Regions from separate parts of the Mus musculus genome. Here region 1 is linked to region 2. Evidence: chromatin contacts called from public promoter capture Hi-C data. All regions are on one chromosome and are shown on one strand. Each heading gives the region's core, a stretch centred on a gene start, on an enhancer-like site or on the middle of the called end of the contact. The rest is flanking DNA. Distances are from core to core; before and after follow the strand shown.

What was found. Promoter capture Hi-C pulls out the DNA fragments that hold promoters and counts their contacts.
Region 1: a contact with region 2 is called in a promoter capture Hi-C map of liver, with 2.9 times the contacts expected there. The contact joins two enhancer-like sites. A contact is called at or near these places in 4 of 39 promoter capture datasets (frontonasal cranial neural crest, hippocampal neurons, liver and 1 more) and 1 of 9 other capture datasets (adipose tissue).

The regions. Positions count from the first base shown.
Region 1 is chr16:20,676,839-20,680,025 of GRCm38.p6, forward strand. Eif4g1 (eukaryotic translation initiation factor 4, gamma 1) reads left to right here. Exons shown (of 33, transcript NM_145941.3): 7 at 848-960; 8 at 1,744-1,836; 9 at 2,046-2,112; 10 at 2,375-3,187. Among named protein-coding and RNA genes, the nearest start is that of Eif4g1, 5.7 kb to the left of the region's middle. Within about 2 kb of position 1,328, at least 97 of the 459 cell types and tissues checked have an H3K27ac peak or open chromatin away from gene starts, as enhancers often do. A contact at or near this core is called in liver, where this site is marked.
Region 2 is chr16:17,882,875-17,885,723 of GRCm38.p6, forward strand. All of the region lies in intron 1 of Dgcr2 (DiGeorge syndrome critical region gene 2), which reads right to left. Among named protein-coding and RNA genes, the nearest start is that of Dgcr2, 7.4 kb to the right of the region's middle. Within about 2 kb of position 1,492, at least 11 of the 459 cell types and tissues checked have an H3K27ac peak or open chromatin away from gene starts, as enhancers often do. A contact at or near this core is called in liver, where this site is marked.

The sequences.
Region 1 (3,187 bases), core at 78-2,577, 2.8 Mb after region 2:
ATTGGCTTTATTTGAGACAGTCTTAGGTAGTTCTAACTTGGCCTGAAATTTGTCATGTAAACCAGGCTAGTCTTAAACTTGCAGTGTTCCCCCTGCCTCTAATTGCTGGAATTACAAGCATATGTTAGCATGCTAAGCTTGCAGCAGTATCTTTAAAAAAAATTTCCCATCAGGAAGATCTTATGTATATGTATATGTATAGTTGTGTGTGTGTGATTAAACATATAACCACCATTGATACTTTCAAAAGGAATAAGTGGGAACTAGGGATGAGCTACAAATTTACCCCGCTTTGGAAACAATTGCTTTAGGGAATTTTTATTTCTCTAAGCTGGATGTTACTTTTTGTTATGGTTGCCCCTTGCAAAGGGCCGAGTTAGGAATTTGAGTCAGCTTAAGTGGGACAATTTGGAAAACCCTGTTCATTCCCTGCCAAAGAGCTAATTGTGTCTCAAGTTGAGGGTGTGCATGTGTGTTGCTGGGTTGGGATGTGTGTGTGTGTGCGTGCGTGTGTGCGCGCGCGCACACACACACACACACACACACACACACACACGTGTATGAATGAATGTCTTGTGGGGTAGAACAGGTACTTGGTAGCTAGTGTAGAGAGGAAGGAGTTCCTTCCTATAAGGTGTGTGTATCTGTGAGGAATTCTTGTAAATGCAGTTCAAACTGGTTCCCCTGCTTTGACAGACACCTAATTCCCTGGGGAGGCGGGCAGGGCAGGGCAAGGGGCCGGCTGTGTATGATGAGAGGTTCTGCAGTGGGAGGTGTTCAAACGCATATTAGTATATGTTTGGATCTTGAGGCTGTCACGAATCTTTTCTGTCCTTCTTCCCCCAAGCTGGAGCCTATTACCCAGCCCAAGGTGTGCAGCAGTTTCCTGCTAGTGTGGCTCCTGCCCCAGTTTTGATGAACCAGCCACCCCAGATTGCTCCTAAGAGGGAACGGAAAACTGTAAGTAGCAGCTAGGAGCTCTGGGATACCTGGAAAGGGACACTCATGGTCTGCTGTTGGCTGGAATGTTGCGCTTGTGGGAGCAAAACTTCATAGACCTGAATGTAAGCAGAGAGTAAGGTCTGTGGAGAAGTCCCTTGTAAGGGGATTGTTCTGTAGAAGAACTCAGAAGACGACTTGGGCAGCAGGGAAAGACCCAAGAGACTTGGGCTCTAGTAGGTTCACAAGATGTGTGGTTGTTTTGGGGATGCTGGTGGTTAGCTTTGGAAATGGTTTGTTTTCTGTGCTCCTAACTCCTTGGTCCTGGAAGCTCTGGAGGCCTCCGCCTCTGCTCAGTCCTCAAGCCCTGGGCACGGTGCCCAGAATAGGGTGCCAGGGCTGGGGAAGCCGCTGAGTCACCCTGGCTCCACCCACTGCATCTGGGCCCTACCCCTAGAGATCAGACCGACTAGCCACAAGTGAGCTAGCCGGATGTTTGATGGGGGTCTTTAGGCCTAGGGTGTTTGGCTATTGACTTAGGGATTGCTGGTGGGTAGAGGGGAGGGAGGGAGGGGCATTGTGATGTACTGGGCTGCTCTGTGAGGTCAAGAGTCTTGGGGTGGGGGCTAGGGCAGCGACTACAAGAGCAGCCGGATGGGTTGACAGTAGAACTCATGGGGTTTCTGGCACCCACCCACCTGCTTCCCAGTAGGGGTGGGAGGTTGGCCCAGAGTGTTAGGAGGGGCAGGGTGGAGAGGTGGGCTTCTTCTGCTTCCCACTCATCCTATAGCTTTTTTTCCCCAGATCCGAATTCGAGACCCAAACCAAGGAGGGAAGGATATCACAGAAGAGATCATGTCTGGGGCCCGCACTGCCTCCACACCCACTCCTCCCCAGGTACTGTCATATCTTTGAGTGATACCTTGGTTTGGACAGCTATTCTGCCCTAGATTCCGAAGTCACTTGATCTTTCCCTTCACCTTAGGGGTTTGTTTCCCATTTCCCTGCTTTCCTGGATTTCTAGGCAGAGCTAAAGTAGAAATGACTCTAGTAGAGAAGGGTGTGGAACTCTTCAGTGCAAACTTATAACGCTTTGTGTCCTGCAGACGGGAGGCAGTCTGGAGCCTCAACCCAATGGGGAGTCGCCTCAGGTTGCTGTCATTATCCGGCCAGGTAAGGAAGGCAGTGGCACAACCTTTACGGGGGAAGTGGGGAGTGTGAGGATTTACACTTGAAGGAGTGATTCAAACTGAGTACCAGAGAATGACTTAGGTGTCCTGTAGTGGGTTTGAAGTTGCACTGTTTGGATGAGGGGTGAGAACAGCCAAGGTGGGAGAAGGTTGGGATGTGTTTTGTTAAATTGGAAGTAAGCTTCACTAAGAGGAAGAACAAGAACAGTGAAGGACTTGCTGTCATGCATCCATTCTTCCTGCAGATGACCGGTCGCAGGGAGCAGCCATTGGGGGGCGGCCAGGACTGCCTGGCCCAGAGCATAGCCCTGGCACAGAATCTCAGCCTTCGTCGCCTTCTCCAACCCCATCACCACCCCCAATTTTGGAGCCGGGGTCTGAGTCTAATCTTGGAGTCCTCTCTATTCCTGGGGACACTATGACAACAGGGATGATACCAATGTCTGTAGAAGAATCGACCCCTATCTCTTGTGAAACTGGGGAGCCGTATTGCCTCTCTCCAGAACCCACTCTTGCCGAACCCATACTGGAAGTAGAAGTGACACTCAGCAAACCCATTCCAGAATCTGAGTTCTCTTCCAGTCCTCTCCAGGTTTCCACGGCCCTGGTGCCTCACAAGGTTGAAACTCATGAGCCCAATGGCGTGATCCCATCTGAGGATCTGGAACCAGAGGTGGAGTCAAGCACAGAGCCAGCTCCTCCCCCTCTATCACCTTGTGCTTCTGAATCGCTCGTGCCCATTGCTCCAACTGCCCAGCCTGAGGAACTGCTCAACGGAGCCCCCTCACCACCAGCTGTGGATTTAAGCCCAGTCAGTGAGCCAGAGGAACAGGCCAAGAAGGTTTCATCAGCAGCACTGGCCAGCATTCTCTCTCCTGCTCCACCTGTGGCTCCTTCAGATACTTCTCCTGCTCAGGAGGAAGAAATGGAAGAAGATGACGATGACGAAGAAGGTGGAGAAGCTGAGAGTGAGAAGGGAGGAGAGGACGTCCCCCTTGACAGTACTCCTGTCCCAGCCCAGCTGTCTCAGAATTTAGAGGTGGCAGCAGCTACCCAGG
Region 2 (2,849 bases), core at 242-2,741:
ATATGGCTATGATCTTCTAAAGTTCCTTCAGGAACCCACCTAAGTACACTCTCAAGCCAGCTGACTCACCTAGCCCCACAGTCAGCCTTGTCCTGCTCAACAGGAAGCAGCCCCCAGCTGAAGGAGACAGACAAACTGGGTGAAATGACGGCTGACATCAGCAAATAGAAGTCAGCCTATGCAGAAAGCAGCAGAGAGGGAGCAAGGAGTGTGGGGATAGGAGAAGCAGCTCAGGGTAACTGAAGTAACAGCTTCACTGGGTAGAAGAGGACAGAAACGAAGAGAGAGTGTGCAGCTTCACATCAAGCCAGCCCCCAACCAAGGCTACCCATGAGCTGCCCAGCTCATGTAGTCAACTCTGTGCCCAAGTCCAGATGCCAAGACACACACCCTTTCTCTAGGACACCCCACCTGTACCCTAGACTGGATGGCTGGTAAGCTTTAGGAAGGATCCACACAGCAAGAAGTCCTCGCTCTTTGTCTCTCAGTATAGCTAATACCCAAGGAGCAAGAGTCACCAAACATGAGGCCCAACCAGATGGCTCTGCTTCCTCCCTCCTCCAACTCCCATCCCTATAGAATGACTACAAGGACCTCTCCTTTTTGCCACCTCCATTAGGGCAGCTGCAAGGCAGATGGCTAAAGGAACTACTGTCCTTTGGGTTAAACTAAAACACAAATAGCCATTTTAATATGTGTGTGTCTACATACATACATACAAATTTCATTTTATATGTATTCGTGTTTTCCCGGTATGGATGTCTGAGGGTGTCAGAAGCCCTGAAACTGGAATTATAGACAGGTGTGAGCTGCCATGTGGTTGCTGGGAATTGAACCTGGGTCCTCTGCAAGGCCATCTCTCCAGCCCCTCAAAAACTGGTTTCTAAGTGCCCACTCTGCCTGTCTAAGCACAAAGGACACAAAACCACACAATATGTCAATGAGTAAACCCTGTCACTGTGAATAACTCTAGCACTGTGAGAAATAGAGTGGCTGTATGTTTGCTCTTATTTGCAGATATTAGTTTGAAATCTTTACAAGTGGGTGTATAGCCTGGAGTAACCACAGAAAGTAAAAGGGGGTATGGCCCTAGAAAGGGGAACAGTAAGACCAGGTACCATAAAACAAAAATGGGAAAAAGGAGTGTGTGTGTGTGGGGCCTTTATCTAGGGGGTACTTAAAGTGGTAATGTTCCTCCCAAGAGCCATAGACTAACAGACTAACAAAAACCCTAGTACCAGGCAAGGGAAACCTCCCTTCAAATTATTGGTTAGGGGGGTCTAAGTTGACTCCCAAAACAATGCAGGGTATTGCTGTTACCGTTGGTTGCCTCCCAGAACTTGAAAGTTAAGCACCTATTGGTGAAGACACCACACACTTTGCATGTGTAAGATAGAAACCTGAGCTGGCACTGACCTTGAACCCTCCTCCCTTACGGTGAGCTAACACCAAAAGGTGTTACACAAGCTGCCAAGGAGAAAAGCAATCAACAGTCTCACCCAGCTGTGGACGCTGTCGACACAGTAGTGACCTGCACGGCAAGGTAGCCCCAAGGATGCAATAGTGGCACTTGTGTCTTGGAAGTGACCAACCGCAGTCTGATGGGACTGAAGGAGTTCACATCACATGCAGAGAACCACTGAGTGAGGGGTGTCCATCCTCAATGCATGCACAATTCCTACAACTAAAGCTTAGGGAACACGCACAAGAGGTCAGAGACCCTAAAAGGGCGTGGGAGTGGGACAGAAAAACTAAGATTCACTTCAAAATAGTATCTTCTACCACAGGGAGCTGTACCCATGAAATCTTAACAATATATTTGCTCAAACAAGATCTGCATAAAGACTGCCAATTGACATCCAATGTGGACGAGGTAAGTCTCACAAGGCCCCACACCTAGAGGAAGAGCTACAGGAAAATAATGGTTGCTAAGAGAAGCAACATCATTCTTCTTCTCCAGGGGATGAGCCCCTGATAGGCTATTCAATCGCAAACAGTCAGCACACAGACACATAGAGACAGTAACACTACATGACTCAGCACGATGTATTTATGTACACACATGTACATGCAATATATGTAATAATAATCAAGAAAAAGAGGTCAGGAATTTCAAGTGGGGACACAGGAGTTGGAGGGAGAGAGTGGGGTAAAAATGATATACAGTATTCACACATGAAATTCTCAGAAATAACTAAAATAATGTAAAAACATAAAGAACACAAGGTGAAAAGAAAATCCTGCAGTGGTTGCTATGTGTGTGGCAAGATTGAAAACCACTGCACTGAGCTCTGGGACCTCTTAGAGGGAGGCCCCCGCTGACTTGCACGTACACACCATCCGGCTCCCAGACTCAAGGGTTCCCTAGACTCCTTCAAATCTACCTGTGAATAATACCAACAGATGATCTGTGTAAAGCACGTGCTCTATATCAGATACTTTTTGGAGTATTTCCTCACCCATTTCAATCCTTAAGTCTCCATGAACCCATATTATGATGCTTATATTCAAAGTAAGGAAACTGAGGCACAAAAGTAATCTAGAGAGGTGGGAGGGAGGAGGAGGAGGCAGAGAGGGGGGAAGGAGAGAGGAGGACAGGGACAGTGAGAGAAGAGAGGAGAAAAGAGAGGGGGCAACCTTGACCCCGGGCAATGTAGCTTCAGGGTACATGCTTTGAATCCACAACCACCAGCCATTGATCAGAATGAGAAAAAGACCTTTGCAAAACTTGTCAGTTTTGTCAACTTGACCCTTGGTCATGTCTGTAGAACATTTTCTTGATTACCAATTGATGCAGAAGAAACCAGCCTACTGTGGGCAGTGCCATGACTAAAGCAAGTGGGTCTAGG